Regions from separate parts of the Sus scrofa genome. Here region 1 is linked to region 2. A link is a contact called in public HiChIP or PLAC-seq data. All regions are on one chromosome and are shown on one strand. Each heading gives the region's core, a stretch centred on a gene start, on an enhancer-like site or on the middle of the called end of the contact. The rest is flanking DNA. Distances are from core to core; before and after follow the strand shown.

Region 1 (5,789 bases), core at 2,335-4,834, 94 kb before region 2:
ACCTCATATTTCCTATCCAGCTTTCTCATTACAGTTTACATTTCCGCACGCTGCCTCCTTGCAAACACAAATATCCCAAGCAGCCGACAGCTACTTCCAGTAAGTAAAATACAAAATTATAGGTTAGACACCAATGCCAAGGAATAGCCCCAGGGGTTGCTCAGCCCGCAGCTAGGGGTGACTGCATAGTTCTAAAGCCGACACTCCCTAAACCTGAATATGCAGTCCTAAAAGGGCGGAGATAACCAAAATAAGGGCAGGGCCCTAAGAACCAACGCCCTGGCAAGCCTCCGGAAGGCGGAGCTTGAAGTGTAAGACACTCGCGATCTCCAAAGCAGATCTGGAGGCATCCTCTAACTGGAGGAACTGAGAAAGGAGACTAAACAGACCATGGCATAAATGAAACTTCGCTCCACACTTCAGAGAAAAAATAAAAAATTCCAAAGTTGGGGACAAAAGTAATAACAGCTATATTTCCTCCTCCTTGGCGAGCGAGTGTTAATGACAGTCCCTAGTCCCTCTCTGTGTAGGTAATACAGCCTTGACACAGAGAGACAAAGTGCCTGAGATATCTCGGTTGCTTTTATTTATTCAGTAAATAGGACGAACTGACACTGGCCTTGCTTGGAGGGCGCTCTTGGAGCGCTAGGAGAGGAGGGGGCGGGACTAGTTTTCCCGCTCTCTTCCGCAAAAGGGCTACTCCCCCTAGAGAGCCCAGTGGGTAAGCAAGGGCCAGGCCCCAGGTAATTCACTCCTAAGTCCTAGCTTGTCTTCCCTCGGCAATCAAGCGGAGACGTCAAGAAATGAGTGCGGGCAACAGGTGGGCCTGACTCCAAGCCGCAAGGACAAGCAGCGAACTGTGAACTCCATGAATAGCCGACAGTTGGGGGCAGTCTCGCCGAGAGCCAAGCCTTGCTCCAGGAAGGAACTCAAAAAATAAGTCACACCGACGAAACAGAGGAGACCCCCATGCCAAACCTCTAGAGATTACGAGAAAGCAGCATTTATGCAGAACTGGCCGTGGGCTAATTTAACTCTGCGCCGTCCCCTGCTCCCTAGACTGGGTGGCACACGGTGCTCCCACATGGACATCAAAAACCACTTGGAACCCAAGCCGAATCGGGCCGCCCTCGACTCCTCTGTCAAGAGGGGGTGAGCTGCGCGGGGTCTTGCCTAAGGTGTCCAGGCCAATCCTAGGTTGCTCAGAGTTTTAATAAAGCCAAATAAGGTCAGCAGCTGCTTTGCGCTGAGAAGAAAACACTGCCAGCGTCCGCAGCATTCTGAAGCTTAAGCTTAGGACGATCTCCTAGAAGTCGAGAGTCGCGGGAATAACCAGGCCACAGTGTCAGAAATTTAATACTTGGCCGAGAAGGGCAGACCCCCTCCCTCCTCCCAAATCCTGCACAATCCCGGAAGCTAAGCCCCCCAAATTCACTCTACGCCGTAAAACACTAACTTCATCGTAAAGTCTACCAGATCTCGAGGCTTGGAGGAATCATTGTGTGCCTTCTTGGCTCTCCCCGCCCCCCTTGCCTAGGGCTTCAAGCCCGGGACTTCCGGGCGGGAGGACAGTTCGAAGGAGCAAGGCGGGCCTCACACATGTGCTGAGCGCGCACACACGCTAGGGAGGGGGCGGGGAACAGGGTGGACTTCCCCCTCCTAGCTCGATCCGCCGGAGGAGGAGGGGCTATATATGCCACCAATCAGGAGTAGGGGCGGGACCTTGCGCCTCACGTAAGCCGCAGGAATCCTCCCTCCGCCCTTCATGGAAAAAAATCCTAGCAACTTAAACTCCAGCCCGGCCTCCGATAGGCGGAGCTCGGGAGAATGTCATCCAATCAACAACCGAGAAGGAAAAAAGGGAGTCTCTCCCAGCCAGTGGAAGACAAGAGAAGGCGGGCCCTCTTGAGGAGCCCGAGATGGGTGGAAGAGAGAGAGAGAAAGGCCCCGCCCCTCAGCTCCGCTCCCAGCCGGTTGCACAAGCCGTCGCGGGAGTAGATAGTAAACAGGGTAGGCCAAGGAGTGGAGGCAGGGGCAGCCTAGCGTTCCGTGGGCCCGGGCCCCTGCGCCCCCTCTCGCGGCGTCGCCCCGCCCGACTTCGGCGTTTCGCGCCGGCGCCCCGCCTCCCAACCCGCGGCCGCCATCCCGGCTGACAGGCGCGCCCCCCGCGCCCCTCCCCGCACGCTGATGCATTTCCTTTTCCCGATTCTGAGCGTGGAGACTGTTTTCCCAGTTTCCGACCTTCACTGCCCCTTTCAGGCCACCCCCTCGTGGGCGCGCTCACACGCCTGCGTCCCCGCCTCCACCCCATCCGCAAGCGAGGAGCACGACCGGGGGATGGGAAGGGAGCTGCCGCCGCCTTGGGGTGGGCGGGGAAGGAGGCAGCTCCATGTTTGCAAGGGGATCAGCTGGGGCCGTGAGTCGAAGCCGCCGAGTTCCTGGAGGTTTTCCACACCCCCGGGCCGTGTTCCGGCGCCGAATGCTGGCTCTACTGCCACGGCCCGGGAGTTCGGAGAACCCAGACCGGCGCATGGGGCTAGTGCCGAGGTGCGGGGGCTCTTTCCGGTGGCTTCCCCCGGCTGCCCCTCCCGCAAGTCCGGCGTTGCCCCCGCCCCCAGAGTCCATAACAACCGCGGGCCCTAGGCACCCGCGCCTCTCCTGAGCGCGCCCACCGCCCCCTCGGACAAGTTTGCAGACAGAAACAAAACCCTCGGGCGGCTGCCGCCTTCGCCCAGCGTCGTTAGCGGGGAAAGCCACGGGCCCCGGCTCCCTTGCTAACTCCAGCTCTCGACCAACTCCGGGCGCCGCGGACTCAGTGGGCCCGGCCAGCCGGGCTCAGGCCGCCGCCCCCTGCCGAGCCCGCGCGCCGCAGCCCAGGCCTGGTTCCAGTCGGTGTACGGAATCTCCCCTTTTTTCTTCTTTACAATAATTTTTTAAGGCATTCCAGGAGCGAGGAGGATCTCCTCCTGCTGGCACCTTACCCAGTTCGCCGCCGAAACCTACCGAAACCGGCCGCTCGGTGAAATAAACTAGGCAGCACGGCCGGCACACTGGCGACCCCAGGCCGGGCCGACCCCCTCCCCACGGATCCGGCCGGGCTTGGAAACACACTGGCGAGCGGGCGGCGCCAAGAGCTCTCCTTCCTGGCCTGCCCCTCGCCTCCCTCGGCCGCCGGACTCCAAGCTCCCCTAGCTCCGTCCCAGGACCCGTTGCGCCGGTACCAGGGCGCACTGGCCGAAGCGACCGGCTGGTGAACTAGCCCCCCAAAACGCCCAAGATTGGGGAGACCAAATTAAAAGCAGCTGTTTAACATACCTTCCGAGCCAGGCGAGGAGTCCTGAATGGGGGGGAACGCCCCCCACGGGCCATTGGCTCCCCGCTGCTCTCGTCAGTCATCCTGGGCCCGCCTCCCCGCCTTGCTCCACCTCTTCCCCTTCATTGAACGCCCCCTCCCTCCAAAAAAAAATCCAAATAAATAGATTAAAGTATCCGTGAGTGTGAGCCGCATCTGTGACAGAGGACCCTATATCGAAGGTACCGCCGCTTCGAATTTCTTGAGGCCTTTGGACTGGAAGGAGACCTACTGTGACTCGGAGATCCTCTGGGTGGACACGGAGGAGGAGCTAGCCGGGCTACCCAGCCCCTACTTCCTTCACACACACACCCCATTTGGAACTGAGCAGAGGGAGGCGGGTAGGGATACCCTAGCGACTGGCTGCAATGTCCCGACTCCCCTGGCTGTGTAACCTAACCGTGGACGGCCCATTTTCTGTTAGGCGACTGCCTAAAAATGAACGGTGTAATTGGAAAGTCGTATGTTCCGGGCAACAGGCACTTGCCTGAGCACTTTCTGGGGTGAGGCAGACAGAGTCATACCGCACCTGCTGCTTGGGTGCGATTACAGAGACTGAATGAGATGCTCACTCTGCACTATCCAAGGACTCCAGATCTATCTACCTGAGGAGATGCTACAGAAAGAACTAAGGCAATGCAGAAATGTATATATAAATAGACATCCACAGAATCTCGGAGCAAGGAGCTTCTTTCTGAGGAAAAGTGGTAAAGTCTTCCTGGAGGAGGTGGCACGCAAGTTGGGTCTTAAAGATTTCATCAGGCGGAAGTGGAGGGGCAAGTCATTTTCAGCAAAGGACACATAGAGGTGAATGCAAAATATTAAGAAACACTAAAAGTGTGGCTGTAGTCATGAAAATCAGGTTTGGAAAGATGGAGTCAGAGAACAGAACACTATACTACCTTGTTAAAATTCTCAGGCTTGCACAGCAGAATGTGCAAGCAACATGACTGGTCACAAAATCACGGGCCCAAAACTATGGTTTAAGATGCTCAACATCCCAGCAGCTGGATGGATTCTGAGGGTAGGTTGAATGAAGCGTGCCTGCAGGCAGGAAAGTGAAGCAGAAAGGCTGTTGTAATAATGGGTTTGGAGATTACAGAGTTACATATTCTGGTGGGAGGGGTGGGTGGAGAGAGCCAAGAGGTTTCATCTCTCTCCAAGCCCCCAATCCAGAAACCCTTCCCTATCAGCAGTCCTCACATCAAAACTCTGCCTCACATGCCTCTGTGAATCATTTGTAGTGTTTTTGTCATAACTTTACACCAAAAGAGTTTTGGCAGGGGTAGCAGGGACAGAGGCTACCCCACATATCACCAAGCCTGGGGCCAGGGTACACAGTGGGTGAGGAAGAAAGACTTATTGATTGATGGATCCAGGTAATTCATGTGAATGATGTAGAATGTGCAGAAAGTGAAGGGCCTTAAAGTCCTGTGAGCAGAATGGGAGTCTGCTGCCAGTTAGGCTATCCCAACAATTCAGGTGAGATGTAACGAGGACTTGACCAGGGCTGTGGCTATGGGTAAGCAAGAATACAAATGGAGAACTGCAGTGGCTTGGGTGCTGTGGAGACACTGGTTCAATCCCCTGTAAGTACAGTGGGTTAAAGGATCCAGCATTGCTGCGGCCGCAGTATAGGAGTCAGTCCCTGGCCCAGGAACTTCCACATGCATGGCTGTAGCCGAAAAGAAATTTTTTTAGTAAAAATAAAACCAGAGAGATGTGGTTGAGAAAGACTGAAGACTACTGGGTGACCGATTCAGTGTGGGTAATGGAGGGAAAGGAAGAGTCAGTGGCAGTGACCTGGTGCGTGAAAAGGTAGAAGACCTTGAGGCTAATGGTTCAGTAATCTGGGTTCTAGATTGATCACCACTAATGACTTGGTAGAATACCTTTAGACAAGTCCCTTCCTCCCTGTGAAATAGAGCCTCAGGTGCCTGTAGAAAGACAGGCTCTAAGGACACTTACTTCACTCAGAGTCCATAGGATGGGGGTCTAATGGGGAGGGAGGCTTGCCACTAAGGAGAAAGGGCAGGTGGGTAGAAATACTGATTTGGGGAGGGAAGTGAGTCATCTCAGAGGACTAGAATTTGGGTGGTAGCTTGGTTGATGGAATCACTAAGGGAGAGTGTAGAGGGAGAAAGTCCAGGAGGCGAAAATTATTCAGTGGAAGGCCCAACACCTGGCAGGGCCATGGAGGTTGAGGTTCATTATCAGATTGGGGCTCTGTAGAGTAGAGGCCAAGTCTTTTGTTTGTTTGGGGGAGGGGGGGTGCTTTTTTTCTGGCCGCCTGCGGCATATGGAATTCCTGGGCCAGAAATCAGATCGAAGCCTCAGTTATGACCTACACTGCAGCTGTGGCAAGGCCAGATTCTTTAACCCACTGTGCCAGGCTGGAGGGCGAATCTGCATCCTGGCGCTGCAGAGGTGCCGTCAA
Region 2 (6,421 bases), core at 639-3,138:
GAAGTCAAGAGCTTTTTAAAAATCAAATCTTAAGCCCACTAACCACTATCAGTTTGTAAAACCAGACTATCTCCATACTAGAGGCTGTACTACCAAATGTGGTCCTCGGGAACAACGGCTCGGTAAGCTTGAAATGGGCTACCAGCATGGTTCATCTTTTCTTATTTTAGGTGTTTTTCTGATTTTCTTGTTTTTAAACATGGAATCAGACCATGGCTAAATCTGAGCATGAGCAAGAAGAGACAGTGAAAAGACTTTAGGATTCCAATCTCGGCTAATGGACTTTCCCACCATCCTCCGGAGTGGTCCATGTCTCCCCAGCAGGAATGTGGGGGAGGGAAAGGTACATGGGCCTTGGGCTCATCCCTCACCCAAGCCCCCAAAATGACACTGCAAACCACTTCCTTCTGGGAACTGAAAGTCATAAGCTTTAAGGGACAATGGAGCTCAATGCAGACTTCAGAAAGATGGAGACAGGGAGATGAGATGGGGGAGGGAAGTGGGGGTGAGGAGATGCGCCCAGCCAAAGAAAGCTAAATAGGGCGGTCAAGGCCAGGGACTTAGGGAGCCTGGGAAGGCCTGGATCTTCTAGAATCTATCCAAGTAGGCCACAGCCCTCAAAGAAGCCCGAGGGGCTCATGTGAAAATCTAGGGCATCTATGGACTCAGTGCCTATCACTGTCCTGGGAAGGGGAGACAGTCCTCACAGGAACCGGCCCCCCAAGTGGGGCTTTTCCTGCCCTTAGAAAACCACAAACCCTCATGGAATGAAGCAAAATACGTAGAGGGGTGTAAGGCCGGAGGCAAAGTAGGTGTTCTGCAAACATTGGGGGGGGGGGGGGCAGAGGTAAAGGGAAGCTTCCCAATTCGAGAACTTTAATCACCGCCGAATAGGAGGAGAGGGCAATATGCGGCACCAGAGCAGCAAACAGGAGCGGCCGTGGGCGGGAGCAGAGGCCGGCAGCCTCCCCGCTTCGGGGGATGACGGCCTGGGGCGCGGCCGCCGGGGGGCTCGGGGGAGGCCACCGCGGACCTGGAGCCGCGAAGAGCGCGGCCGGGCTAGGCCTCGGGGGTCCGGACACACCCACCGCGCGGCCGCAGCCCCGCTTACCTGCTCCTCCTCTGGGGTCAGCTCCGGCGCCATGTCGGGCTGGGGCGCGGTCGCGGGCTCCATCCCGCCGCCGCCGCCGCCGCCGCCCGGCGGACAGAACTCGCCCGGGAGCGCAGGGAGCCCGGTGCGGTGGGCCTCCGCTTCCGCGTCCCCGCGCCTCAGCAGCCCCGGGCCGGCTTGCGCATGGCTGGGCCGGCAGGGTCCGGCGCCCGCAACGGCCGCAAACGCCGCTTCTGTTTCCTTAAGAAAAAGCTCTCCGAACTGTCGCTCTCTTCTGGGCGGAAATCCTTTTTTATTTTCTTCGTTCCTTTCCTCACACTCCCCCTCCTATCCCGGGGAAGGGGGGGGGGAATAGAGCAGGCAAGGAGCTAATCGGAATTAAAAAGGGAAATGTGGAATCAAGAAGTTTCTAAGGCCAGAGCAAGGGCCGCGGGGGAAATTTGCCGAAGGCCGCCGGCCTCCTCCGCGTCCACCTTCCTCCGCGGCGCTCCGACTCCTCCAGAAGGTGACGAGGAGTCTTCGGGGATGCGGGGCCCTGCGACCAGCGCCCCGGCCTCTCAGCCCCGTTCCTCTAAAGCCGTGTGGCGAGAGGGAGGGAGAGAGGGAGGGAGCGGGGGAAACGCGCCCCCCTCCGGGCTCACGGCCAGCCCCGCGGCCCCACCGCGTCCGCCCGAGCCCCCCGCGGCTCCATTGAGAAACTGAGCGTCTCATTCACAAACAGGCGGCGAGGAGGGCCCGGCCGAGCGCGGCCACGTCCGGGAGGGGGAGACAGAGAGGAGCCCGGGGGGCGGGGGCAGCGGAGCTCGAGCAGAGGCCCTCGGAGAGGAGGGGGCGGGGGAGGCCGGCGGGGGGGAGGGGAGATCCAGAGGAACTAGGGCGGGGGAGGGGCTCCGGCGACTCTGGACCGCGGAGAGTGAGAAAAAGGAAGAAAGGGGTGCGGGTTTCATGACGTTAAGCTCCCTGGAGGAGGAAGAGAATACATGTGTTTGAAAACTAGGTGCTAACGGGAACCTGGCCTGGGGTTACTTGCTCTACCACTTAGGTACGAGGAACCCACAACCTTCATCTATTTCCATGTCATTTGCGAACTGAAAACCCCTGGAATGGTTGCTTGTGAGGTCCAGGATGCGCAGGTGGAAGGAACAGACCCTGCTAGCTGGTTGCTCGCGGCCCCAGCTCGCTCTCTCCTTGCTGGCTGTATCCTGTAATCCATCACCAGTGTGGCTAATTTTAGTCCCTCACAAAAACAGCATCTGATTTCAAACCACTTTCAAGAATCACGGAGTTTTTGCAAGCCTTTGCTTTTCGCGAAGGCAAGTGCAGCAAAGAGCTTGGGAGTCTTACAGGATACAGTCTTGGGAGTCAGTTTGGGGGTGGAGGGGACAGAGGAAAAGGAGGACTAGGTCTGGCACGTTTTTGCATCATTCCAGACCAAAACTAAATATTCCAAAAGGGATCCAACTAACAAGTGAGTGCCACAGCTAGTTCCAAGAGCTGAAGCCTGGAGAACTCACAGAGAGAGGCCCATGGGAGGGGTCTTAAGACAACTGAGGAAGATGCTGTGAGTTCTGATGCTCCTTCTGGGACTTTAAAAGCAATTTCTGGAGTTCCCGTCTTGGCTCAGTGGTTAACGAATCCGACCAGGAACCATGAGGTTGCGGGTTTGATCCCTGGCCTTGCTCAGTGGGTTAAGGATCCCTGGCCTTGCTCAGTGGGTTAAGGATCTGGCGTTGCGGTGAGCTGTGGTGTGAAGTGAAAAAAAACAAAACTCAAATAGTGTGCATAATAGGCTGTCATCCTTATAAAGGAAAAAAAATGAGTATGTGTTTTTAAATTTATTTATATATAAAAGAGCTTTGAGGGGATACATAAGAAAGATGGTAGTGGTTGTCTCCCAGAAAGAGAGAGAACCTAAGGGAGAGAGAGACTTTTCCCTATATGGTCAATTGTACATTTTAAGTTTCTTTTAAAACTTTTTATTGAAGTATAATGTACATACAGAATAGTGACAATATGTATACAGTATGACAAATTTCATAAACTGAGCACGCCCATGTACCCAGCACATAGATCAATAAATAGGACATTCCCAACTTACCAAAGCCCTCATGTCCCCTCCAAGTAACTATTCTCATTACCACTGTCTTTGCTGCTAACAAACATTGTGTGTGTGTGTGTGTGTGTTTAAATTCTGCACGTGGACATATAACCTTTTCCCCCAAAAAAATGTTAAATAGTAACTTAAAAAAATATATAGGAGTTCCCGTTGTGGCTCAGTGGTAATGAACTCAACTAGTAGCCATGAACGTGGGTTCGATCCCTGGCCCCGATTAGTGAGTTAAGGATCTGGCGTTGCTGCGAGCTGCGGTGCAGGTCGCAGAGGCAGCTTGGATATGGCATTGCTGTGGCTGTGGAGTAGGACAGCAGCTGCAGCTGTGATTCGACACCTAGCCTGGGAACTTCCATATCCCACAGGTATGGCCCTGAAAAACTACGTGTATATATATGTGTGTGTATATATGTGTGTGTGTGTGTGTGTGTATATATATGTATATATGTGTGTGTGTATATATATATGTATATGTGTGTGTGTGTGTGTGTGTGTATATGGTTTTTCTTCCTAAGCAGGCAAATGGCTATAGGACCAAGCTGGAGTAAGAAATGGCAGAACCTTAGTAGTACAAACCACTGATTGAACACAAAAAGATGGAGTTTCTTACATTTATATTTACATTTTTTACACTCGTTTTGTCCAGTGGGCCTCAGGACAGCAGGGGTCAGTGATTATCTAAAGGTCACACAGCTCATTAATTTGTATTGAGCTAGAACTGACTCCTAGTGCAGGTATCAGGTTAGGACAATTTTAAAAGGGAGAGACTTAACAGAGTGTGCTGGGAGAGAGAACTCAGTGTTTTCAGAGGCACAGCTGTGTGTGTGGGCGTGTGGGTGTGTAAGGGAAGTTTTCCGGAACTGTGGCCTATCACAGTCCTAATAGGACAATGTTTGGAAGTTTCTGAGCAGAGATGTAGGGAACAGAACCAAGTGCGAGGCAGCTGGCTGGATTTGCTCTGAGTAGCAAATCAGAGGAAAATCAGAGTACAAAGGCCTGCCCTTGGAGTTCCCTTCATGGCTTAGCAGTTAAAGAACCTGACGAGTATCCATGAGGATGCGGGTATGATCCATGGTCTCGCTCAGTGGGTTAAGGATCCTGCGTTGGCGTGAGCTGTGGTGGAAGTTGCATACACGGCTAGGATCCCAAGTTGCTGTGGCTGTGATGTAGGCCGGTAGCTGTAGCTCTGATTCGACCCCTGTCCTGGGAACTTCCATATGCCTCTGGTGCGACCCTAAAAAAGAAAAAAGAAAAAAAAAATAGGCCTGCTTTTAACTGCAGGCTCAAACGAGCAAAATCAAGTATGATACCGTACGATTATGATTCCCAGTCAGACCTGAGACTTTGAAACAGGTTTGTAATACAGAGATTAGAAACAATATAAAGGCTCATCAATAGAAAACTCAGTAAATAAATTATAATGGACACATACACTGAAATAATAAGTTCACATTTATTGTATCCTTACTGTATGCCAGATACTGCTCTAAATGACTTTCATCTAATCTCACCATCACCAGTATGAGATAGCTAAAGTTTTGATTTCAAAAAATAAATATAGGAGTTCCCATTGTGGCTCAGTGCTTTACGAATCCGACTAGGAACGATGAGGTTGTGGGTTGGATCCCTGGCCTTGCTCAGTGGGTTAAGGATCCGGCGTTGCCGTGAGCTGTGGTGTAAATTGCAGACATGGCTCAGATCCCTCGTTGCTGAGGCTGTGGTGTAGGCCAGCAGCTGTAGCTCCGATTAGACCCCTAGCCTGGGAACATCCACGTGCCATGGGAGCAGCCCTAGAAAAGGCAAAAAGACAAAAAAAAAAAAAAAAATGAAGGGAGTTCCAGCTGTGGTACAGTGGGTTAATGATCCAGCTTGTCTCTGTGGTAGCACTGGTTTGATCCCTGGAACAGAAGGTTAAGGATCTGGCATTGCAGTGGCTGCAGATGGCATTTAACCCTTGGCCCAGGAACTTCTATATGCCTCAGGTGCAGCTGAGAAAGGGAAAAAGAAAACAGACATAAGGTAAATGGATATGTATTGACATAGCCTTGGATTTTTGAATGCTTGGCTGCAGGGCCTCAGAAGGAAGGCTAGGGTAGGGTTGGGGGAGTATAGGTGAGAGACAAAAATCACGTTTTTATTAAATTAACATGAACTGAAATCTGAAAGTAGAAAATAAACTACAAAGAGAGAACCCTTGGGGGGAGGGGTATTATAGGTTGTACTTTTGTTTTTTTGCTTTTAAAGCATAGGTTTCAGGTCTCTGTCTAGGAAGCTTATCCGCCCTTCCTCCCACCTCCTTCACCAGACAAATCTGACTCATCCTTAAGGTCTCAGCTCAAAAGTCACTTCCTCAGCACAATCTTCCTTGACTACTCCCTAAACTGCTCCCCCAGTACCTTCTTATTTTTTATCAGAGAGCTGATCACGGTTTATAATTGTGCACATATTTCCATGCTCAACATAAGCTCCGGAATGGCAGGACCATAGCTGTCTTGTAGGCCCCTTTACCCTCAGTGCCTAGAGCCTAGTACCTAGTAGCAGGTCTTTCATAAATCCGTGCTGAATGAGTGAAATCAAGAGGGCAGCCACCTCAACTCCGAGACCTCTCTTACCATTTTCTCCTCTCTTTTTTTTTTTAACATTTGTTCAGGTCTATGAATAGATATATTTCCAAAGCTATGATTAGAATTTTGTAACCTTTCCCCCCAGATACCTTTACTTCTAAAATCCAAAGCTCTTCTCAACTATTGCTCCAAAACACCTACTGCCTATGAAAGAGACGTGTGTTATGCTATATACATGCTTTGGCTACGAGAGAAAAAAATTCTTATTGCTATTTTTCTAAAAGACTGATACAGAATAAATAAGGTCATACTACTAACCACTGTTAAGGGTGAACATTTTTTTGTTTATGCATAGGCCAAATCTGTAATCACTAGGATGGCTGAAGTGAGCTATGTAAGGAAGGTGAAAAATCTTACCCCTTGGGAGTTCCCATCGTGGTGCAGTGGTTAAGGAATCCAACTAGGAACCATGAGGTTGCGGGTTCCGTCCCTGGCCTTGTTTAGTGGGTGAACGATCCGGCGTTGCCGTGAGCTGTGGTGTAGGTTGCAGACGCGGCTCGGATCCCGAGTTGCTGTGGCTCTGGCGTAGGCTGGTGGCTATGGCTCCGATTCGACCCCTAGCCTGGGAACCCCCAT

Evidence for each region. HiChIP or PLAC-seq counts read pairs in DNA pulled down with a chosen protein or histone mark.
Region 1: an H3K27ac HiChIP or PLAC-seq map of skeletal muscle shows a contact between it and region 2. The contact joins the promoter of SIN3A here to the promoter of PTPN9 in region 2. A contact is called at or near these places in 6 of 47 Hi-C or Micro-C datasets (blood, epiblast stem cells, heart right ventricle and 2 more) and 2 of 2 datasets of contacts at active chromatin or transcription factors (alveolar macrophages and skeletal muscle).

The regions. Positions count from the first base shown.
Region 1 is chr7:58,169,616-58,175,404 of Sscrofa11.1, reverse strand. It overlaps SIN3A (paired amphipathic helix protein Sin3a), which reads right to left and starts at 3,584. Exons shown (of 23, transcript XM_021099023.1): 1 at 3,316-3,584.
Region 2 is chr7:58,073,643-58,080,063 of Sscrofa11.1, reverse strand. PTPN9 (tyrosine-protein phosphatase non-receptor type 9) reads right to left here and starts at 1,888. Exons shown (of 13, transcript XM_003128481.4): 1 at 1,112-1,888. The coding sequence starts at 1,174.